Linked DNA regions of Mus musculus: regions 2, 3, 4 and 5 are each linked to region 1. Evidence: chromatin contacts called from public promoter capture Hi-C data. All regions are on one chromosome and are shown on one strand. Each heading gives the region's core, a stretch centred on a gene start, on an enhancer-like site or on the middle of the called end of the contact. The rest is flanking DNA. Distances are from core to core; before and after follow the strand shown. Region 1 holds the start of Dnajc22 (DnaJ heat shock protein family (Hsp40) member C22). Region 2 holds the start of Hoxc8 (homeobox C8). Region 3 holds the start of Hoxc13 (homeobox C13). Region 4 holds the start of Hoxc11 (homeobox C11). Region 5 holds the start of Hoxc5 (homeobox C5).

Region 1 (4,495 bases), core at 708-3,207:
ATCGTCGATGCTTCTGGGCTGTAATGCTGGCAGCCAAACTGATAGGCAGGATGGCTATGGGGCGGCCATAGAACACAGGGGACGTGAGGAAGGCCGCTCCTAAGGTATTCTTAAAGTCTGAGGTCTGGTTACCAACAGCAGCTACCAGCAAGACCCCTAAGCCAACAGCCAGTGGGAGGCCCACTATATAGAAGTTGTCCATGGAAGAAAGGCTGACTAGAGCCACAAGACCAAAATAGACACCCACTACTATCTGGGAAGCAAAGCGAAGGAGACTGAGAGGTGGTCTCTCCTCTTCCGGCCTCTGTTTCCAACTCTGGACTCTGTTGGCTTGAGCCACAAAGCTCGGGAGCTTCCAGAATTCCCAGAGCCAGCCCAACCCACCACCTCCCAGGGTGAGCATCCAGAGCAGGGCATGGCTGTCCCTTCCCAGGTACAGGTGGTGGAGCCCAACAGGACCCCCCAAAGCCCAAAGGACATAGGTCATCAGCAGCCCTTTGGCCATCCTCTAGGGCAAGAGTCTCAGAGAAAATCCAGTGGCGTTTGACATTGATCAAATTGCAGAAATCTCAAGGTCCTCTGTGAGAATCACTGCAGTCTGGAGGGTCATCCTTAGGCCTGAGAGGTGAAGCAAGGAGAAAGGCTCAGCAGTAATAAAAATCAAGCTAGCCCTACCTCGGGGTCTCTCAGGTACTAGATGTCTCCTATCTTCCGTTAGCACCCCAGTCCTGTTATTTACAATCACAGTGACTCCATATTTAAGGGAGGAAATGCTTCAATTAAAATATTTTCATTTATTTATTATTAATTTATTGATATTTGAGGCACAGTCTTATTGCACGTTCCAAACTGGTCTTATGCGGCCATAGCTGAGGACATCTTGGTCTTCCTGCCCCTACCTCCTCAAGTGCTGAGGTTATAGGCATGTGCCACCATGTCCAAGGAAGAGAATGTTTTTGTTTTTAAGATTTATTCATTATTATGCATACGTACACTGTAGCTGTGCTCAGACACACCAGAAGAGGGCATCAGATCCCATTACAGATGGTTGTGAACCACCAGGTAGAGTCAGTGCTCTTAACCGGCTGAGCCATCTCTCCACCCCCAGGAAGAGAATGTTTTAAGTGACTTTAAGTTGGGACACTGAGAACTAGGTGCCTGAACAACAACAACAACAACTCAAAAGCTTGGGACTAACGGGTGACCCAGGGGTCACTTGGGGTTTAAATTCCCAGCACCCACATGGCAGCTCATAGATGCCCTCTTCTGGTCTCCAAGGATATCAGGAGTGCATGCAGTGCACACACAAAGGTTCAAGCAAAACACCCGTGTACATAAAGTAAAATTGAGAAAGAATAAGAAGGGGGAAAAAAGAAGCTTAAATTTCTATCCTCCCCTTAGACTCTGGAATAGTAATGGCTCACAGGAAAGGGCTGAAGAGAATACTTTTTCACTGTTTCAAACCCCTTTGAAAGCCAGTGTCTTAGCCAAACTCACTCCTTTAACATCGTGTGTGTGTGTGTGTGTGTGTGTGTGTGTGTGTGTGTGTGTGTGTGTGTGTGTGTGTAAGCGGGTGCATTCTGTAACTCGGCCAAAGCCCTTTCCAGCTTTCCCATCTCCCCAGACTATGCCGTTCTCCCACAAGCCAAATTTGAAAGGGACCCTGAACTCCTTCCACTTAAACGTTCTGGAGAACATTTTGACCCAGACCTTAGCACCCCACAGCCCAGCCATCCTATCCCTATCAACCAGATCGAAGGCACTCTACAAAGCGGCCGCAAAAATCCTCAGAATATCAAATCTGCCTGCCAATCGTCTTACCTACTTCAAGCAAACTCACCCTCAGGCAGTCCCAGCAGGGCCGCAGTACCTGGCAGCCCAGGCTTCCAGGCTGCTTCAGAACAGCCATTGCCTTTGAACACAGATTCAAAATGGCCCCTCTGTAACTGCTCTCACCTCCACACAAGTGGACTTTGTCCCTCAGTGCTGGGTGACTGTGTTTGAAGTCAGGCCACCTCCTGCAGGCCCCGCCCCGAAAGCCCTGGTCAGCCCCTTCGTAGCCACCTTCCGGTCCTGTGTTCCTGGGCTCTGATCGCCCTCTCTACGGGAAGCTTTCCCCAGACTCACCCAGTTTTACACTGTAGGGCCTGGAACCGCGCCCCACTCCCGGCAGTGCGCACCTCTTGCAGCACTTCATTAACACCGCCAGATGGCGCTGCCGTTTACGGAAGGGAGGGTCCCCAAAAGTCCCAGATCTCCTTTTTGCAAGGTTGGGACATTCCTGGTCAAAGCTGTCCGAACCGTGCAGCTACCTGGCGGGAGAAAAAGGGCGACTCTATCAATAAAATTAAAAATCTCGACTTCCTCTCCTCTCCGCCACAAATGGGAGGTGATCCCTGTCTCGCTTCTCTCTGTACTCCAAGACGGCCATTATAGGATCACGTCTAATTTCTTAAAGGAGAGACATCCACTCAGAGGTGAAGGAGAGAGCCCCTCAAGACCCGCAATTCTGCCTCACTACCTTGCTTCCAGGCCTTCCAGTTAGGGGACTCCACAGCCAGACCTGGGAGTCTGAGCCTGCATAGCCCAGAATCCATAGAGCCAGAAGCTGTTCAGACCCTTGTAGCCTGAAGCAAAGGGGGGGGGGGGAACCCACACCAGCAAGGGATACAGGGTGGGGGCGAGCCATCAGAAGAGTAAGGGCAAACCCAGGGAGACTCGGGGGAGAGGAGCCTGCCTTCTCGCTTGGACGCTGGAATGGAGCTGGCTTACAAGATGCCTTCAACATCCCGGGCTACAATCCCCGAGCAGCTCCGTGACCTTGGCCAAGTCACACCCTTTCCTGAGCTTCAGTTTCTTTTAAAAGAAGCTTGGATCTACGAAATTCCCCAGGCTTGATTAGAGGTAGGGATGGAGCCGGTGGGCTTCACTTAGGGTCACTTGTCAACAGTGGGCAGAATGTTTTAGCTCCCTCCAACGTCTAGTTCTAGCTGGGGACTAGATATGGCCCCTTTAGGGCTGAGGAGGGGCGACAAAACGACAACCCAGCCACGGCTGGGGACGGGGGGCGGACGGGGGCGCTGAATAATGAATGAGACTTAATTGGGCCCGCTCTGCGCGGCGGCGCGCTAAGCTTGGCAAACAGCGCGGGCAGAAGCAGCCGCCGCCGCTGGACAAACAAACTCGCTCGGGAGCCGGGAGCCCAGTGCGAACCGCCTGGAGGGGGAGGGGACCCCGGGGAGCCAGGTCTCCTGCTCGCAGGAGGGGCCCAGAAGTGTCCAAAAACGCGAAAGGGATGAAGGCTTCGGGCCCAGCCTAGAAAGGACGGACTGGGGAGGGAGCGAAGCAGATTTTTGCCGTAGAGCCCTGGGACCCAAGGGCAATGTAAGCGCGTGAAAAAGATGGAGAAAAGAGTGGAGGACGGAGAAGAGAGTGAGAAATGAGCGAGGAAAAGGCACATCTGGAGGAGGGTGGTGGAGGGTGAGGGGCGAGAGGAGGACCATTACTGTGAGGAGAGGGCAGAGCGATGGAGAAACGAGAAGGGAGGCACAGGGGACCTAGAGAAGAAGAATTGAGGAAGAGTCAAGGAGAGGGATGAGAGGTGACCGGAATGAGAACAGGGGTGACAGGGTGGGCGAGAGGAGCCCCTGCCTGCGCCTCGCCCTGCCTCGCTCCCGCCCTACGCTCTCTCCAGCCGTCCGCACTCACTTTGTCACAATTACGGGGCCGTCACTCGGCCGGGATTGTTTTCCCCAAATTGTTGTTCTATAAACTGGCTCGGGGTGGGAGGTGGGGTGGGGGTGGGGGGAATCTGACAAGCTGAAGCGGGAGGGAGGGGAGCGTGTGAGCAGCTGTCGAGGGCATAGTAACGTATTTACCCGCCACTGGCCCAGGGCTGGCCTTGGCTGATACAGAAACCCGTGAGGAAATTGATGGCCACCCCAACCTTCGCCACCGTCCCCGATTTTTCATCTTCCAGGCCTCTCTCGGTCTCAGCTGCCTCGGTTTCCCCAACCGAACGCGGCAGGTACTGGAGGCCGAGGCGATGACCAGACAGGACCAAAAGTTGCTTAGCCTTTCCCCAGTCTCTCTGGCCGGCGCCCTCCAGCGCCTGCTCACGTCGCAGGTTTGCACTCTCATTCCTAAGTGTGCCCAGGTCCCCTCACCCCGGCGCCGCTCGCTACCCTAGACCACCTTGTCGCTCCTCTATTCTGCAAACATCTGTTGCGCCCACTGAGCGAGAACTGCGCTGGCTTCCAGCTGCCCCCCTCCGCCCCCAACACCTCCCCCGCCCGCCTCCTCCCCGCCAGCCCAGCTTGTCGGCTCCGTGACAGCCGCCGCCGAAGCCCGGGCCCCGCGGGAGCGGCCGGAGAGGAGACGCTGCATGGCTGGCTCCGACACCGGCCTCCCTCGCGGCTCCAGGGGCAACGGAGGATGGCGGCCGCTGAAGCGAGACCGGAGTCGGCCGCTGGAGTTGGCAGGACTAGACGGGGGA
Region 2 (4,889 bases), core at 335-2,834, 3.9 Mb before region 1:
AATAAGAAAAATAATTGATCTTCTGGAATGTATCACTGCTCTGCCTGATTGCTAACTGGAGACCAAAAATAAATCAAGGGCCATCCCTGCCGGAACTTGTCGTTATCTCTTCCCCCTGTACTTCGAAATTGGGCCATGAAGGGCCACCCTTGGAGGGGCTCATGACCTAAACAGCTTTCCAAGAGACTCCATAGTTCTTGATTGGCGGGTAGCCTGACTCGAGTACCCTGGATCTCAGAGGCCCCTACTTGGTATGACCCCTCTCTCCTTTTGAGCAATCATTTTCCTCTTCTCGGGCTTTCAGTCTTCTCTTCAATTGGAGGAAGTACAGAAAAGTTGGGGTAGTGGCCTTCAGGCTGCTTCTCTGAGGGGAAGAAGTGACAATCCTAGAGAGGCAGAATGCTTGTCCTTGGGAGAGGGGAGGTCTTGCCCCTCTCCCTGACTAGGGGGAGATAGCAAAGGGTCTCCTTTTCACCCAACAGTCTGGTCACTGTCTTGGGATGGCTGGCGTTGGGAAATGTCTTTGGGAAAACTGGCTACCAACCCCAAAGACTGATAACCTCAGTTTACTTAGGGTGTCCTTGCCAGCCATCTCCCCAACTTTGGCTTTACAGATGGGAAGAAGGAGAGACAGAAGGAATAGAGAAAACGATTTTTAACCCTTTGCACCCACAAGTCACCTTTCCCCCACCTTCACCCCAACAAGCACAATGTCTCAGGCACCCCACGCTCCACCCCCAGCCAAGCCTTTCAATCTCCCAGGAACCCACCCAGGCACGGGAGTGGAGTGGGAGAGACCCCCAAAGCCAGGAAGGAAAGCGAGCTAGGGCAGACAAAAAGGAGGCGAGGGAGGGGGGAAGACCCCGGAGCGCGGGAGACCAAGGGGGAAAGAGAAAAGGCTTCTCACCGTGGGGTCTCATCCATGGAAACATGAGGCTGGGAGACGAGTTCTGATTTAAGTGGCCTTGTCCTTCGCTACTGTTAGTGTTGGCGGAGGATTTACAGTCGGGATATTGCACCACGCTCGCCTCTTGCTGAGCCCCATAAAGGGACTGTCTGGGGAGCGCCTCGTAGCCATAGAATTTGGAGGCGTCTCCGTGGCAGCTCAGCGAGCATGGGTTCTGCTGGTAGCCCGAGTTGGAGATGCCGGAGGTGCCGTGGTGGAAGAAGTCTTGGACGTGGTGCGAGGCGTGCTGGAAACCGGGCGCGGAGCCGCCGGGCCCGTACACCAGCGCATGGCTTCTGCCCACGCTCTGAGGGAACCGGCAGTCGTAATAGGCCGGTTCCAGGGACTCGCCGCCTTTGTATTTGGAAAACAGGGGGTTGACGAAGTAGGAGCTCATGCTGGGTACATGAAAACCCGCGGCCCCCTCCCCTTGGATCACGCTCCCCCGCCGGGTATCCCCGAAACTCCCCTCCCCCCGGGACCGAACCCCAAGCTGGCCGGCTCCCCCGGGCTGGACTGCTGGGCTGGGGGCTGGGCAGGTGGGGGCGCGGTGCCGGCTGCGGGCTCGGGCGGCTGCAGCTCTCTGCTCACTGTCGGTAGGTAGAGCGCGCGCTCTCACTTAGCTCTTTCCTCTAACAGCCCAGGCGAATTCCTCAGACTCCCGGCGGTGGCGGCGCTTACACGCGATTCGCGTTCATCAATCCACGACATGAAGACAGGCGAGCGAGCGAGCGAGCGAGCGAGCAAGAGAGAGAGAGAGAGAGAGAGAGAGAGAGAGAGAGAGGGAGAGGGAGAGGGAGAGAGAGAGAGAGAGAGAGAGAGAGAGAGAGAGAGAGAGACTGGGGGAGAGGGGGTTCAGGGCTGGGGGGGGGGACCTGGAGGAGAGGGAGGGAGGAGAGGCGAGGAATGGGGGTGTGGTGTGTGTAGGGGGTGGTGAGCCAGCCCTAGCTAATGGACAAGGCCAGCTTTTCCAAGGTGTGCACTCTAGTTTGAAGGTGTTCCCCCTTTTCTTTCCTTTTTGAGAGATACCTGAGCCATCAGGTCAACTCAGGTTACCTCAACAGGTAGAGGACCCCCAGGAGGTGAGAGTTAGTAAGTCAGGGCTGAGCCTGCAATCCAAAAGATGAGTTCTCTGAGGTTCCTTAAGTCTGAGGACTCTGAGAAGCCCAGCATGGTGATCATGTACCCCAAACCCTTCAGCCTGCACAATCTCCAGCCTCTGGTCTCTCTTCAAGGTCTGGAGCTGCTCTGTCATTTTTATATCCTGGGGACTCTTGTCTCTTGACTGCTCTTGGGGGGCACTCTATATGCCTCAGCATGACCTATAGAAAGCAACCTCTCCAAGGAGTAGGGAACCCCAATAGGCTTGGCTGGGAGAACCTGAGAGCAAAGCTGTTTATGGGGACTCAAAGGAATAGTTTGTGTGCCCAGGTTTCTGTCTAGCCCAACTCAAGAGATTTCATTTTTGGAGATTACAGCTGGACTGAAGGGTGCAAAAGAGTAGACCTCTTACTGGTTCTCATAAACCACCATCCCTTAGGAAATGCCAGCTCAACCTAGAGGGGCCCTCAGGATTCCCTGCACACACAAGCCCTTCTCCAGGCAGGCTGCCCAGGCCAGGATGTGGAAGGGAACTGTCAACAGACACTCTTTAAATATTTACCCACACTTTCTGGGCGGGGGCAGCATCCCCATGCCCAAGACTGGACAAATTCAAGTTAATTCTAATGGAAAAAAAATAACCAACACCCTTCTCTGGCCATGGTGTTTGCAGTTATGTGGGCTTAATTCAGAGAGAAAAGAGAAGAAAGCATAAGAACAATGTGTGCGTGTGGGCTATTGTGCTCATGAAGATGAATAAGAATGATTTTTCCCCCTGTCTTCTTCCTCTACAGTATGTGAGGCCACCTTGGAGCACACTCCAAACACACACACACACACACACACACACACACACACACACACACACTGTATGTACTGTATGTATGTATGTATGTCTCTTTATCCCGGGATAAAGAGACACACCAAGTGCTAGTTCATTTTACACTACCCATACTCATTTCTGGAAGTGGCCACTCTGACTTACAGACCTGTACATACATATGCACACCAGGCACATTCACATAGTGCTTGATAAACATATACATTTGTAGGTTTTTGTATCAAGAAAAAAAATCCATCTGATCTGCCCACACCCCACATCCTGAGGTTTGCAGGTTAGGCAAGGAAGGACTTGGTTAGAAAACCAGATCTTTTCCTTTCCTTCTGCCCATATGAGACAACTCTGGGCTGGCTCTAGTCATCAAAGAAAGAATGGCAGGGCAAAATAGGATAAAAAGAGCAACTCTCCCCTGTCCTTCTTTTATTTAATTAATTATTGGGGAAATGGATACTCTTAGCCAGATTCCTAAAGGTGATTCATTGGTGTCTAGGCAAGAGACCCTATTAGAATCTTTTGCATTTAGGGAACTCACCACTAATGAACTTAGGAACTGCCCAAACTCTTGGACACAGAACTTGAGCTCTGAAGCAGCAGAAGAGAAGGGTCCAGAAGTGCAGTAGGCTTCAGGTCTCACTAGAGTCCAGAACATTGGGGGGGGGCACCCCAGAGCATCTCCTCCCCTCTCCCCCCCCAACCGCCCTCCCCTCACCGCCAGAGCCTGCTGCATCTTTGACTCCAGCCTTGATCTGAGAGATCTGAGAGACTGCTCAGTACAGAACTGAACAAGGTGGATTCTGGGTTCCTAGCATCTGACACGGAGGACTGTCATAAATACTTTCTCTTTTCTGACTGGAAAGAGGAGCCTCAGAGGGTCCAGATCCTCTCTGGGGCCTGTGCCTTATCTTTTAGGGGGTGGGGATCTATTTCCAGGTTTTATGGTGCAGCAAAAAAAAAAAAAAAAAAAAAAAAAAACCACAACCTGCTACAGAGCTATTCTTCTGGGCCTTTGTGTCTTGGAATGCGACTGTCCTGAGCATGCGACTGCCTGTCCAAGAAACTCATCAGTCCTGTAAACCTTGGTCGGACTTGATTTCCCCTTTGGGGGCTTGTCTCGGCTTTTGTCTGTCTGTCTATCTATAATCTATCTATCTATCTATCTATCTATCTATCTATCTATCTATCTATCTATTTTCTTTTACACCTATCTGCTTTATTTTGCCCTCTGAGTCTGGAAATAAAAGAACTGCAAGCAGCCATTCTCGCGGCTGCTCTGTCCCACTGCCCAAGGCCTGCACCGCCCTCTTAGGTACCACGGATTTATGTTCGTTTGTTCGGGTCATTCCGCCTTTTTGTGTTAATTACTTGCTCCTCACTTATCTCCACAAGCGATTATTTTTGATGCCTGCCCTCTTTCGTCTCCCGAGCTCGCCGGTAGAGTGAGGACCCATCTCCTGCTGCCACTCACGAATTATTTACACCTCGCAGGTGAGAGGGTTGATTTGTTCAGAGGCAGTGGGGCCGAATCTGGCAGAAGCCAGGGCCTTTCTGACTGAAGCTTCCACTCTGGCCAGAAATGTCAGCAGGCCAAGCCGGTCGGAGGGCACTTCTGCCTCTAACATTGAGCAACAGCGCCACCTCGCGTTCACTTGTTCCAATGCAAACTGGTTGGAGAAAAGCCAGCAGAGATCCCAGGCTGAGCCGAAGGCAAGTTGGGAGAAAGAAGCCTCTAAACAGCTCCAAAGGAGAGGGATTCCCGGAAGGTAGTTGCCTCTGTTCTTTAGTTCTCTAAATTCTTGAAATAAACCTTGAGAAGGGTTCCACACTGTCCTCTTTTGTTACCCTCCCTTCAGGAATAAAGAAACATTGCAAAGGAATGGCCAGAATCTCCTCCACTCAGGCGTTTTTCTAGTCTAGAAAACCCTTTGCGCACGCGGATGCACCACTCTATCCGAAGCTCCCAGGACCTCTGCTCCTGGCACGTACCCTAAACTCCCAGGCCCC
Region 3 (4,378 bases), core at 415-2,914, 3.8 Mb before region 1:
ATGGAATCCTTTCCTATTCAGAGACAGCCACAGAGGAACAACACAAGAGTGCTCTCTTCTTGCATACACAGCCAGACAAGAGTGGTCTGGACCCCGGACCACAGCACAGGTCTGCCTCTCCCACCTCCCATTTTAGAACCCCTTTCTCTGTCTGGAATGCCAGTAAATCTCACTTGGAGGATCTGGCAGTGGATTCACAGGATTAAAACTGTGTACCAGAGCGGCAAAGAAAAAAATTGCATTCCAGGAGAGGATTCAAATCTTACACATTCCCTCTACAGAGATTTTTAAAAATCTCTTCTGTGCTCTTATAAAACATTCATGGTTAAATTTAAAAAGAAAAAAAATTGTACATTTCTATAGGCTCTGGAGAATTAGATCCCCATTTTAATGCTATAGTATCTGGTGGTTGACAGCTCCTGAAAACTCGGGCAAGGTAAAGGTTCTTATACTCTCCCCAAATCCCAACTATCCACTGGGTTGAGGGTTTTGGACTAAGTTCCAAGACACCAGAGGCCCAACCCCAACCCATTCCTGGCTGGAAGCGGATTTAGGGGCCAGGATCCCTGAATGAGGCTGGAGCAGGCTGGGGGAGGAGGAGGCGAGCTCCCGACCAGAGCCGAGCCGAGCCGGCGCTCGGGCGCCTCTGATTGCTTCACTCTGGACCCGGCAGCTCCGGGGAACGTGTCGGAGCAGATTTCTTCCCCAGCGCATTCCTCAGCATAGCTCGCCCGGCCGGCTCCATCGACAGCCTAGCCGAGCCGGCGCGCCGGGGCCAGACGGCGGGGGTGGCTGAGGCGCGGAGCCGCGGGGCAGGCAGGGCGGGGAGGGGTCCCTGGCGGCGGCGGCGGCGCCGCCGCTCAAGCCCCTTCCTTACCTGGGAAGGGAGACTTCCAGAGGTGGGCGGACTGCGACTGCTCCTTGGAGCAGTACACCTGACTGTCCCAGCCATTGGAAAGAGCCCAGTGCTGGTAGCCTTCAACAGGGATGAGCGCGTCGTGACGCGGCTCCGGGTGCCCGCTGATCCCAGGCACCACCGACACGTCCAGGTAGCCGGGCATTGCCTGGTAGGAGCTGGCGAAGCTGGGGTAGAAGGCGAACTCCTTAGCCCTGGAGGACAGGTCGTCACCAGGCAGCGCGCCCGACGGCTCTGGGTACTTGTCCCCCGGATGGTAGGCGCAAGGCTTCTGCTGCAGGTTCACGTTGTGCGACAGGCGGCAGCCGTAGTAGCTGCCCCCAAATGGGTAACCATAGCCCAGGGTGGCGCTGGACGAGGTGGGGGGCGCCGGCGGTGGGGCGCATTGGCGCGCCGCCTCCGGGGCTGGGATGTCCGTGTAGACGGCGCCCTGAGGGGCACCCAGAGGAGCCGGCGGGCGGGCCAATACAGGGTGCGGGAGCAGGTCGCGGCAGTGGCTGGCCGGGCAGCTACCGCCCAGCCCGTCCATGCTCGGGGCTTTGCCGGGGCTCGCTCCGCTGCAGCCACCCCCCGCGCCGCCCGCGCCGCCGCCTCCCCCGCCGCCGCCGCTGCCGCTCTCCGCCGCGCTGTCCTCATAGACGTACATAAGGCTCTCCGGCCAGCGCGGGTGCAGGAGCAGCGAAGTCGTCATGACATGATCTGCTCCAGCTTTTTAAAAACTCCACTTGCCAGAGGCAGCGAGCTAGGGAGACACCTCGCTCTCTTTTTCCCTCCCCCATCCCTCCTCCCTTCTCTCTCTCTCTCCACCCCTCCCCTCCTCCCCCCGCCACCCCCCCCCCCGGTGCTTCCCCCTCCCTAGCCGCATTCCCACTACGCATGCGGACACACTTCATTAAGAAATCCGGCGACTCCCGCCCTCCTCACCATAGCACGCCCCTGGTTCCCACGTGACCACAGCCGCTGCACGTGATGCTAAGCCTGGGTCTCCTGGGGTTCCCTCCCCGGGAGATGGGGCGGGGCGGAAAGAAATGAGAACTTTGTTGATTGGCTCACTGGAAAGGAAAAGGAGGAGAGAGCTGGGAGATTTAAAGGGACGGGCAACGCCCCCTAGGCAAGCCTTGTTAGGGGAGGGGGGCAGAGAGGCTTAATTTGGCCGACGCAAAGGGACCTAGGGAGAAGAGGATGGCTCCTCCTCCTAGGCTCTGGACTGAGAGACGCTGAGAGGCTCCGGTTCTCAAACAGATGGCTTTGACTACCGAAGTCTCTAAATTGGGGCTTGGAGCTGAGAATGGAGGCAAACCTGGAATTTTAGTAATAATAGTAATAGTAATAATAATAATAATAAATCTAGCTAGGAAGGCTCCAGCTGTGGCAGTCAGCTCACGGCGGACAAGGACCTCACCGAGCCTTTGGTGCCGAAACCAGAGTCTCAAACTCCGACCTCAGAGGCTTTCCCCAAAGCCCCAGTTTGTCTGGAAAAGGGCTCTCTCCTGTATCAGACATGATTGGGCGATTGGATTTCCCAAATGCAGACTTCGTCCCGATGTGGGGAGAGAAATGATGAAATACACTCAGCGAGAAGCAGAGGCTAACGGAGAGGGGCAGAAGGACAGATTGCCATTTCAGCATACAAAAGGGATACCGGAGACTCCCCCCGCCCCCACTCTCAAAGAAACAGAAGCAGATTCTGACTGAGCAAAAGGAAAGGCCGGGATGCTTGCAAGAGTCTCTTTGGGTTCACACAAGGAACTGTAGAAAGCAGAGAAAACCTGCCGCTCTTTAAAGGGACTTCTGACAGGTGCAACTCCAAACATACAAGTACAAGACCACCCCCCCTCCTCAATGGCTTGGGCTGATGGGGTGATAAGCGCTAAGGAGCCAGGCAGCTTAAGTTTAAGCTGCCTTATTCCCAGTTTCCTTTCAGGATCACTCTTGTTCAGGCAGAGTACTTAGATCCCGAACTGTCTTCTATGTCAAGAACAAATTAGCACCAAGTTACTGATTTTTATAACACTCACTTTTTTCTGCGCCCCCCCCCCCACTGGTTAGGGCCTCAGTAGAGTCACCCCTTTGCAGAGGGGCATCTCCATGGAATTGTGCCAAGCTCCCTTTCACACATACCCCTCCCTGAGGAGAAGAAGTAATAAAGAGCGAGCGAGAGAGCAGGAAAAAAATAATAAAGAGGGAGAGAGGGGGGCTGCGGTGTCTCTCTCCTTCTTGCCTCTGCCACACGTTTTAAATGCTGGGTGCTGATGTTCACACAGACTCTCAACTGTGAACACCCATCAAGACTAATCCTAGACCTTTCAATTGGAGGCAAATGTTGGAGCCTGCCTCAAGACCCCTAAAGGAGGAAGGTGGTCTCTGACGGTTGACAGCCCCAGGCCCTGGTGAGTCAGGACAAGAAATGGAATTTTTGTCAGCATGGTCGGTCTTCATCCAGAAGTGAGTCCTCCTCGGAGTTTTGAAAGCAGGCTTTGTACTGGGATGGCAAAGAAGAAAAATACAAAAGAAGCTTGAAACCCTGGCAGATCAGCTTATCAATGTTTGTGGGGTGGGGGTGGGGGTGGGGGAATGATGGTTCATCAGGGAGAATAAGCCAAAGGGAAATCTTTGAGAGTCCTCTGGGCTCGGAGACAGGCTACCCTGCTGCTGGAGTCCAAGGTCAAGGTAAAAAAACAAACAAACAAAAATACAAGGAGAACAAACAAGGTCTGGCCAAGTCTAGACTGGGTCCGGTGAACTTGGCCCCCTTGCCTAAGGCTGGCTGAGAGGGTTGGGTGGCCAGGAGGACTGTGGGTTTTCTTAGCAGTGGGTAGTAGAGATTGTTTCTCCTCCTGTGAAGTGCTGTGCCCCCATTGAGAACAGGGAAGTAGGCCAAGCTGTGGGGCCGCTAGGAGAAACAAAGGACCTGGGAGAGCCTTTCCATTCCAGTGGCTCCCTTCCTAGAGAGGCCTAAATACCAGGCACGGTCTGATACTCAAATACACTTCCCCCAGCCTTTGAGAGTAGAGGCCAGAACTGTGAGAAGGATGGATCTAGGTATAGGAAGGCCCCACAATAAATAACGTTAATGCTATATTCTTTTTTCAGGTTTATATAAGGACATTAACTATTACTATTGCGATGAGATATAGATTTAATTAACCCAGCAACTTTACAATTCCATTTATTAGGGGCAGTTTTCTGCCAAAATTTAGCGGGAAGAAGATACTGGGAAACAAAGTCTCTTTTTTGCAAAGGACCAGATGAAGATGTAGGTACTCAAAGCAACGCGGGGACCTAGGAGGCCATGAGGGGGAAAGTCCGGGTTAAGGACGCTGAGAGCGGGCGATGGTCACACTCCCTTGAGCTTGATTCCCCAAGACCTTCCGTGCCTGCTACTCTCTTCTGCCCACAAGGATCGCGGAAGGAGGCATGCATAGAAGAGCCTGTGTGCGGATAGGATCGTGGAAAGTAAAA
Region 4 (4,671 bases), core at 62-2,561, 3.9 Mb before region 1:
ATTCTTTCCCCACTCTCCTGCCACCGCCAAACCCCGGCTTGCCCCGGTTTCTTCTCAAAGACCCGCGAACACGTAATTTGAACATTTTTAAAAGTCGTTTTAAAAAGAAGAGGAGCGGCCTTGGAGAGCTTCCCTGGACTCCAGTTCTGCCGCGTCGCTTCTGTTCCTTACCTCTCCCCTTCTCTGGATTTCTCCCAGTCTGTCCCTCGCCCTCCCCTTTCCCCCTCCACCCCTCCCCTCCCTCCCAACCCCCCAGCAGTCCGACTCCCCATCCTTTCTTAAACGCTCCTCTAAGTTCACGATCAAAGTTAATATCGCCCGCAATGGTGGCACTTTTAAAAATTTCACAGACCGAGGGAGATAACGGAGGAGGGGGGCTCACCCGGCTTTTCCAAAGAGCCCCTTTCCCTCCCTCCCCACCCCTTCTCCATCGTAAAAAGTCGAGTCGTTGGGAGAGAGGGCTTTGTAGGTTATAATAAAATCCTTTGAATGCTTATAAAACTCCACATAAAATCAGACTGACCCAAAACACGAGGCTGTCCGCGCTCCCCTGCCCCCCCCCACTACTCCAGCCCTCCCTCTCCGCTCCCTCCCTCGCTGCCCTCGGGTTCCCGGCCGCTGCTACCTACTGGGGGCGGCTCCCTTGGCCGGCTCCTTGGTCGCCGAGTGGGAAGAACCGGACGAGCTGGGATTCGTGTTCTCCTCCTCGGCCTCGGCCTCAGCACCGGCCTCTGCCCGGGACGCAAGTCCCGAGGCGGGGGGCGCCTCAGGCTCCCCCTTGGCCTCGCCCTTGCCGGAGCAGGGGGGCTCGGCGGGCGCATCTCCCCCACCGCAGTAGGCGTTGTCGAAGAAGCGGTCGAAAGCTTGGGGCAAGACGCTGTTCTTGTTGACTGAGGAGTAGAAGCCGGCGGGGGCCGCGTGCGGGGCGCTGGGGTGGTGGTGGCCGCCGTAGGAGCCTTCATTTTTCATGAGGATCTCAGTGACTGTGGAAGGAGGCAGGCACTCCCGGTGCATAAGCTCGTCGGCCGCCGCATAACAAGACGAGTAGCTGTTCCGATGGTGCCACTTCCCGGACGGTTCCAGGCCGTAGGAGACCTCCCGGACCGGGGGCACTTGGGCTGAGTAGGGATAAGAAATCTGACGAGAGGGAGCCTGGGGTAGGAAGGAAGAGACGGTGGAGAACTCAGGCACGTAGTAAGTGCAACTGGGCAGATAGAGGTTGGAGGTGCAGCTCCCTCGTTCGCCGAAGTCAGCGCCCCTCTCCTTGCGCGAAGGCGAGCAGAAGTTGCCCAGGTTGACCGAGTTAAACATCGTTCTCTTCTCCTGCCTCCTCCGGCTGGAGGTTTTGGACCCGATCTAGCGAGGGGGGAAATTTTGGGAAGGCGAGATGACGCGTTATCCGTCTTAGTCTCTCTCCCCGAGCACGTGATCCAAAGTAGATATTGTCATATATCAGTTCGGAGCACTTCGCAGACGTAGGAGGGGTTCTCTCTTAGGTAAGATCGGGGACGTTCAGGCGATTGGTTTGCAAACACCGCAGAAACATTATGAAAATCAATTGCAGATTTGTATTCGTTTTTCTCTCGTCACTCCCCTCCTCTCCATTCCACAGAGCGAGAAAAGGAGGAGAGAGAGAGAGGGTTGGGGTGGGGTGGGCGGTGGGATGGGCGGGGGCGGTGGCTGGGAGGGGGTAATTGTATTTTTTTTTAACTGCTGTTCTTTTCCCCCCTAGGATTGGGGGAAGGAGAAGGGTTTTCCGTTTCGGGGTCTTGGTCCCCTCCTTATGACAAGCTGGGGGGCGGGGGGTAAAAGAAAGGGTCTTTTCCTGCCTGATTTCCCCGGAAATATTGGATGCTTCCCAACAAGTTTCAGGGACTCTTAACCCTCTACCTGAAGAATCAGAGCTTGTTCATAAGAAGTCCTTTATATTACTTTCCTGACCAGAATAAGGTGCGCTCCCTTATAGGACAGGCTCCCAGGAAGAGTATCTGAAGTTTCCCAAAGGTGAGGCAGCCCAGCTATGAGCCAGTGTCCCAACTTTGTCTAGCTTGCTGTGCTGCCGCTGGCTAGGGACTCCTATTAGTCATAAACCAGTGGTGAGCAGTGCGCCAGCCGCCCAGCCGGTGCCTGGCGAAGTCTGGGAAAAACCTTCTCTAATGTTGTGTTAAATATTTAGTATGAGAGAGTGGCCCTGGGTGAATATTTCATGCCTGCCTTTATTGTCAATCAATGTGCAGAAAGCTACATTCACTGTGGATTTTAAAATCCCAAACCCCAAAGAAAAAGATTTAGAGTGAGAGTCATCTATCTTCTCTATCTGGGGCCCTTCGGGTTGGGAGCTCAGCTTCAGCTAATAGGCTGAAAAGAAGGCTGGCAATAAGGTCCAGGCAGGATGTATGCTAAGGGAACTACATTTGGAGAGGTTTTTTTTTTTTTAATGATTTGGGGAGCTTAGGTGGGTAGAGGTGTCTATCTCTAATACCAATCAAAAAGTAGGCAGGGTAGGGCCTGAAGTCCCCAGCCTCTTTCACTCCTATTTCTTCTCTACATCTCAGTCCAACCCTGCCCTTCTCCAAGTCTATAAACCCTCCTTGCTGGACCGCTGTGTCCATAGGGGAATACTCAATGACTCCTTAAACCTCCAGTCCCTTTGGCTATTACAACATACATCTGGGCATCTGAATATAACTTTATGGAAATGTTCTGGGCTGGATCCATGGTGCCCAAACAACTGGCACAAACAGAAAGCAGCAGTAACCTTGGTCCTAAGAAGGAGCTGTCAGGACATAACATTTTAGAAAAGAGCAACTCAACCCTGTACTCTTAGACAAAACCAAAGGTAGTCTAAACCATTCCCCCACCCTCAGGGCCGCCTTCAGATTGGTTTTCCCGCTTTAAAGTGTATTTAATTTGATTTTCTTTGTTGAAGGATGAATCACTGAAAGCCCCAGTCAGACAGGAAAGACAGAAATGGCTAGCTTATTTCCAAATATATCTTCCCAAATCCATTTTTCCTCAACTTTTCTACCTGCCCACATTTACTCAGACTTTACAACAATACTTCGGTGAAATCTGCCTCCACCATAGTCACCTTCTCTGTGTGGGTGGGTGAGTGGGGATGTCTCCAATATTGTAGAAGAGACTTCCAGTGCTTCCCTATGTTTGCACTTAATGATAGGCATTGCTTCTTGTGCTTTTTAGTCCTGGCCAGATCATAACTGAAGGTAAATAACTAGATTGGGGGCATTTCTGTAGAGAAGGGACCAGAAACAGAAGATTCTGTTGCAGTTCCCCTTTCCTTTAGTCTTTTTTATAGGAGGAGCTGGGGGCAACGTTTTTAATTATAATGGTGGTGAACAACGGACTGGGGCTTTTATGGGGTTTGCGTTGACCTCATCAAACTTGCGTTTACTGGAGGCAAAATGCTCCCCAAACAGTCATAGAAGCCAGCAAGAAGAAGGCCAGAGGTACCCCATCTCTTGCAGAGATGAGGGTGGTCTTGGCTCCTGCTTTCCCCCGTTTTCCCACTAGGTTTTTCTTACTTTTTCTTCTTGCTCTTCAGGGCAGGGTGGGGATCAATCCCCTAAGTCCTGTTTTGCACAGCCTTGGAGAGAGGTGGGGGTGGGGGGGTATCTGCTTCCTGTGAGAAGACAGCTGTGGGCCTAAGCACTTGAATTTGACCACCAAAGTTTATTCATGGGCCACCATAAAAGTGAGGCAGGCAGCTACAAAGAGCAGTCTGATTTTCTTGAAGCCAAAAGAAGGAAGCAAAGGAGAGTGTCAAGGACATGATGTCTAGGAAGCTTTAGGATCCAGCAAAAGACTTGTAGGAAGGAATACTCTTCTCCACAAAAGCAAGCCATGAAGTTTAATATTTTTTTTCTGGCATTGGTTTTTCAAATAATTTAAAACAACCTTTAAAAAACCCTCAGCAACTGGGTCAAGGAGAAAAGGCCCTGGTTTTTGAGGTCACTTAGTTGTTGAATAGCAAAAAAATACTTAGGGATAGGATATTGGCTTGCCTGCCTGGCTTTGGGTCCAGACCACCTGGAAGCCTTCACTGGGTTTGTAACTCTCTCTCTCTCTCTCTCTCTCTCTCTCTCTCTCTCTCTCTCTCTCTCTCTCTCTCTCTCTGGCTTCTGCCCACAGCATCCTTTACATTTGGATGGAGGGACACATCTGTGGCCCCCCAATCCCATCACTCGCAGGCATTACTGATGGCAACTGATTTGTTGTTTGTTCCTCACCAGCTTTGTTCCAGATTCCCAGCTTTCACCTAAATGCTTCGTGTGATAGCCATTATACCGACTTGCAGATTTTTGGTGGCCTTACTCCCTGCTAGCTTGGCCGCTAGCAGACCTCTGCAATCTGGGTTGTTGCCGCCTCGGTGGTCTCGATAGAACTAGGACAGACTCCAGCGGCCTTTCCTCCCACACAAGGACAACAGGGTCTGTTTCAAAAGGGGGCACTGTCTGCCGAATTCTGTCATGGGCCGTTCTTACAGCAACCTCCTGAAAACAGCTCTGGGCAGCCTTGTGGCCTCTTTTCTTCCTCACCTTTCCTTGAATTCTAGAGATCAGTTCTTGATAAGGAAAGAGACCACCCTACAGACCACAAGCTAGGAAGAAAAACTGGGAGGGAAAAGGAGGTCTTAAAATTCAGCCTCTTGCA
Region 5 (4,522 bases), core at 1,504-4,003, 3.9 Mb before region 1:
CCTTCTGGCATCTAGACAGAGGACTCAACCTTTCTTCTATGTCAGAAAGGACCTACAAGGATGACCTAGACCCAGAAGAGCCTGAATCTAAGTCAGTGGAGCCACAGAGCTACTATTCTCTGGCATAAAGTACAGACTACAGTCTAGAAGCTTCAAGTCTCAAGTTGTTTTAGCCAACGTTGAGAATAGGATATAGAAAAGTCTGGGTAACTTAGACACACACAGCAAGTGGAAACAACAGTACAGGAGTCCTCAAGTGTACTCCCCTTCACCCCAGAGGCCCTTCTTGGAACCATGAATCAAGAAAAGAACTCAGTTCCATTGTTCCCTATTCTTGCTGCTCCTAAAGGTGTTTAAAAATATTTTTTAAGGGATGGTTTAAAGACTGGGCCTCCCAATACATCTCAGAGCCTATTTAGACACATCAATTCAATGCATGCCCTAAACAGACAGAAGTAATTGAATCTTTAGTCCTGTTCTTTTTCTGGCTTTATTTGATATGACAAAATATAGTTTCAGGAAGGGCTTGGAGTCAATAAATAGTTGGGCAACTGCAATGGGGCAGGAAGGTGAGAAAGTCATGGCAAGATATATAGGATAGCAAAAAGCCTCAAAGAACAACTTGCTAGGGTCCAAAGACAAGAGACCCCAATAGTTGAGCTAGCTAGCAGGCTGGAACTGTGAACCTGAGAGTGCATGCAGCAAGCCAGGCTAGGGAAGTTCCCGGGCTTTGGGAAGGGGATTGGAAGGTATAGAGAGCATAGGACAACCTCCGGGGTTACAGGCCCACTTTCACTTATCTCCCTCTTTCATATGCAAATAATTAATGAGCAAAGACAGTTTAGAAGTTACAAAGGTTAGTTGAAAGCACCCCGATTCTAGCTAGTCATAGCCTCTGCCTGGCACAACCAGCCTTCAGCAGGCTGGTCAGCCTAGGCAGGAACAAAGAAGAGGGTGAGGCGGAGGTCGGGGAGAAGGGGTTACAGTCAGTCTGTCTCACCTTAACTCAGGCTAGCTGAACTAGGGCTCGGAGCCGAGAGAGGCAGCCCAGGCTGAGACTTATCCAGTACCCGCCCTACAAGAATGTGCCCCGGGCCTGGGGTGCTCAGCTGAGCTGAGGCAAGACAGGCAGTGCAGGCGGTCCTGCGGAACCCTGGGTCGATGGGGATTCGGAATGCCAAAGAAATGCGCTTTTGTCTGGGAGGCCCGGAGCCAGTGCTCTAGCCTCCGCCTCAAAATCTAGAAGGAGGAAAACCGAAAAGGAAGGGCGCAGGGACCACAGCAGACCGGGGTGCTCTCTGAGGGCTCCCTGCTTCCTCTAAAGAGCTTCTTTGCTCTTCATTTTGGAATCTTTCTTCCACTTCATCCTGCGGTTCTGGAACCAGATCTTGATCTGTCTCTCGTTGAGACACAAGTTGTTGGCAATCTCTATGCGCCTGCGGCGAGTGAGGTAGCGGTTAAAATGGAATTCTTTCTCGAGTTCCAGGGTCTGGTAGCGCGTGTAACTGGTTCGGGACCGCTTGCCATCCGTCTCTGGAACATAAATTCCCCCAAACCAGGGAGGGATGAATAGCGTGCAGCACTCCAACGTCCCACCCTAGTCCCAGGCCCCACCCGTGGTCGGAGGGAGTAGAGGTGAGCGCGGTGGGACAGGCCAGAAGGGCCGCAGGCGGGCAGGCCCGGTCCCGGGAGAAGCGCCTCCGCCTGGGCAGGAAACTTTCCACCGCCGCCTTCACTCTGCGGCCGGAGGGGCTGAGGGGGGATGGGGGGAAGAGGGAGACCCAGGCTCGGACCGAACAATAAGCACCCTCGAGATCCGAGCACCGGGGACCCCCCTCCCGCCCCTCCCGAGTCGCTGGAATCCTCCGGAGCCGCGAGCACTGGCCGAGCCGGCTCCGCAGGGGAGGGAGGGAGGGAGCCGCGGGGGGATCCCCACTCTGGAGCCCCATGCTCCTCACCCTTCAGATCCCTCTATTTTTTTAACTCCCTCCCTCTCCCCCCAAAATTGAATATTGCCTTTTATACACGTTTTGTTCCTATGATCCAATTATGTCGTCGTAAATTTGGGCGCACACAGCCTCTAAGCCTTTTAGTGGACAGTTTTACGAGCCATTGATGCCTGGATCGTAAAATTTATGGCCGCAGGTTTTTTTTCTTTATTTGCCCCGCATGGCCTATAAAACCCAGGCGGACCCGAGCGCGCAAAATGAAGTCCTAAAGTTTACCGTGGCTCATGTGCAGTTTGGTCATCCACGGGTAAATCTGTGGCGGGGCCGGTGGCTGGCTCAGTCCGGCAGGCTGCCCTGTCTGCGCCTGCTCCTCTTTGATCTCCCCACTGCTCTTAGCTCGCTCCTCCAGCGCCGGGCGAGCCGCCTTCTGACTGTACATCCCAGGGTTCAGAGGAGCCGCTTCGTCTCTGCCCAGAGCGTGTCCCGGAGCGGCCGCGGCGCTGCAGGCGGGGCGGTCGGGGTGAGCCCGGGGGTTGGCAGCCATGTCTACCCCGTGGAGAGAGTTGGAAGGCGCAGGCGGTGGGAAAGTGATGCTTAAGTCCAATCCGCCGTAGCAGTACCTGGATGCCTGCACCTCTGAGGCCGATCCATAGTTCCCACAAGTTTGCATGTTATAGGCAGGGATATTGGGGCTCTGCTTATAGAATGAATTGGCTACGTAGGAGCTCATGGCGGGGAGGGCCCAAAAAAAATTTCTGCACCCTTTTTGATTAAGGGTGATTTGTGACTCTTTGAAGTTGAGGGGGTTTTTGTTCTCCAAAGTGCACAATTTATAGGTGGAGATATCTCTTTCTTTATCCTATGCGCTCTTCCCAAATAAGGGAGCCTTAAATAGAGTCACGTGACTGGAGCGGCCACTCATAAATTTGGCTTGATGACCTCCGGGAGGTTAGTGATGGAAGCCGGCGAAACGCATCTTGATATGTTGGCAAAGCCCGGGGGTTGGGGGGGGGGGGATGAAAGAGAAAGAGAAGCAAGGGGGAGGAAAAAAAAATGGTTCTTGGAATTGGGGGGTAGTCGGGACAACGAGCTCACAGCGACACCTGGTGCCGACTCGGAGGAATTTCATCTTGTAGCATCGCTTGGCCTTCTAGCAGTCAGTTTGTGGAGAAGTTGTTGCTTGTTGGACAAACTAACCCATTGAGCTTGTCTTTAAAATTCTGCTTAAAATTGAGAAAGGATGAGGCCTTATTTATGAATTACACCGGTGGTTTTTGAAACGAATAGTGCCAGTTCCCTACCTCCAGAGCCTTCCAAACTTCAATGATGACTGAGAAAGAGAGTTGGGGTAGCTAAAGCCCAGCGTGGAGAGCCAGGAGGACATATCTTGGGTTACCTAAACTAAAGGTCAAGGTCTCTTGCTTGGGAGGATTGAACTCAGTTTTGATAAAGAGAAGCTTGTCTTGTATGCTTGGAAAAATTAACCTCTGGGAGGTAGGCAGGATACCCAAGAGGAGAGAGGGTTCCTGAATGAGCAGAAGCAGCAGACAGGTCCTGAGGCTGAGAGTCCTAGGTACTCTCTGGGATGTGACTGGAGGTGAGGGGCCAGGTGAACTTGGGTAGACTTCACAATGTTAGGAACCCTAACATGTTGCAAGAGGCAACATTCCTATGCATGTAACTAGACACAATGAACTGGAGGGCCCTTCTACAGCTCTGTGTGGTCTTCATGTGGTACCATGAGAATGCCAGATATTTCAGATGACCCCCAAGAGCATAGAGGGGCAAGATTGAAACCTCCACAAATATTATGAGCAAGGCAGAGATAAAAGTCTGCTTTTGTTCTTTTAGAGGTAAGCTCTTAGCCCAGGTTTCAAGATAGAAGGCTCATGGGGAGGTGGGTGGGCAGGCAGGGAGTCGGGCAACCCAGACACAGTCTTTGGCCAGGGTTTCTTCAACCTTTGGGTCCTATCCCCTTTCTTAGTCCCAGACCCTACTCTTTACTGCCCACATTTCCTCAGGAACTGAGGAACTCTCAGTCTCTGCCAGAACTCTCCCCCCAACCCCCGCTGGCCGAGGATCTGGAGGAGGGGGGCGGTGGCAGGGACCTGGAGAGTCTGGAAAACTCAGACCGATTTTTCCCCCTCCGGGAGACCTCCCACCCACACTTCTTCCCCTAGGCCCACTCAGGTTTCTATGCTGAGCCTTGGGGAAAGAAGGCTGGATCTGAAAAAGGGTTAGGGTCCTACTGTGCCCCTCATGCGCCAGGTTTGAGGAGAGAAGAGGCAGGAACCAGATAGGCTGGGCTGTAAGGAAGAAGGACTTTTGTCTGGCGGGTCAGGAGTCTCAGAACAGGCCAGAACTCAGTTTCCAGTCTTTCTCTTTCCAGTCGTCCTTGGATCGCTCAGTCTCTGCGGACGGACTCCTGAGGTCCTTGGATTGCCAGGGAGCCTCAGCCAGGTTTCACAACAGCCGGCCTGGCGGGCTGGAGGCATGCTTGCTAGTTCTCCTTCTCCCCATTCTGCTGGCAGTGGGTGGGAGCGACCCTAGTGCTCGGATCAGGCTCCTTTTCT

What was found. Promoter capture Hi-C pulls out the DNA fragments that hold promoters and counts their contacts.
Region 2: a promoter capture Hi-C map of embryonic stem cells shows a contact between it and region 1. The contact joins the promoter of Hoxc8 here to the promoter of Dnajc22 in region 1. A contact is called at or near these places in 2 of 39 promoter capture datasets (embryonic stem cells and maxillary cranial neural crest) and 2 of 484 Hi-C or Micro-C datasets (both in embryonic stem cells).
Region 3: a contact with region 1 is called in a promoter capture Hi-C map of embryonic stem cells. The contact joins the promoter of Hoxc13 here to the promoter of Dnajc22 in region 1. A contact is called at or near these places in 1 of 39 promoter capture datasets (embryonic stem cells) and 1 of 484 Hi-C or Micro-C datasets (embryonic stem cells).
Region 4: a promoter capture Hi-C map of embryonic stem cells shows a contact between it and region 1. The contact joins the promoter of Hoxc11 here to the promoter of Dnajc22 in region 1.
Region 5: a promoter capture Hi-C map of embryonic stem cells shows a contact between it and region 1. The contact joins the promoter of Hoxc5 here to the promoter of Dnajc22 in region 1. A contact is called at or near these places in 2 of 39 promoter capture datasets (embryonic stem cells and maxillary cranial neural crest) and 1 of 484 Hi-C or Micro-C datasets (embryonic stem cells).

What each region holds. Positions count from the first base shown.
Region 1 is chr15:99,096,946-99,101,440 of GRCm38.p6, reverse strand. It overlaps Dnajc22 (DnaJ heat shock protein family (Hsp40) member C22), which reads right to left and starts at 1,957. Exons shown (of 3, transcript NM_176835.2): 1 at 1,841-1,957; 2 at 1-618. The coding sequence starts at 505.
Region 2 is chr15:102,987,234-102,992,122 of GRCm38.p6, reverse strand. It overlaps Hoxc8 (homeobox C8), which reads right to left and starts at 1,584. Exons shown (of 2, transcript NM_010466.2): 1 at 908-1,584. The coding sequence starts at 1,343.
Region 3 is chr15:102,918,417-102,922,794 of GRCm38.p6, reverse strand. It overlaps Hoxc13 (homeobox C13), which reads right to left and starts at 1,664. Exons shown (of 2, transcript NM_010464.2): 1 at 878-1,664. The coding sequence starts at 1,607.
Region 4 is chr15:102,951,166-102,955,836 of GRCm38.p6, reverse strand. It overlaps Hoxc11 (homeobox C11), which reads right to left and starts at 1,311. Exons shown (of 2, transcript NM_001024842.1): 1 at 630-1,311. The coding sequence starts at 1,311.
Region 5 is chr15:103,012,239-103,016,760 of GRCm38.p6, reverse strand. Hoxc5 (homeobox C5) reads right to left here and starts at 2,753. Exons shown (of 2, transcript NM_175730.5): 1 at 2,226-2,753; 2 at 1-1,533. The coding sequence starts at 2,679. The coding sequence ends at 1,319. It overlaps Mir615 (microRNA 615), which reads right to left and starts at 1,851; the gene lies at 1,760-1,851.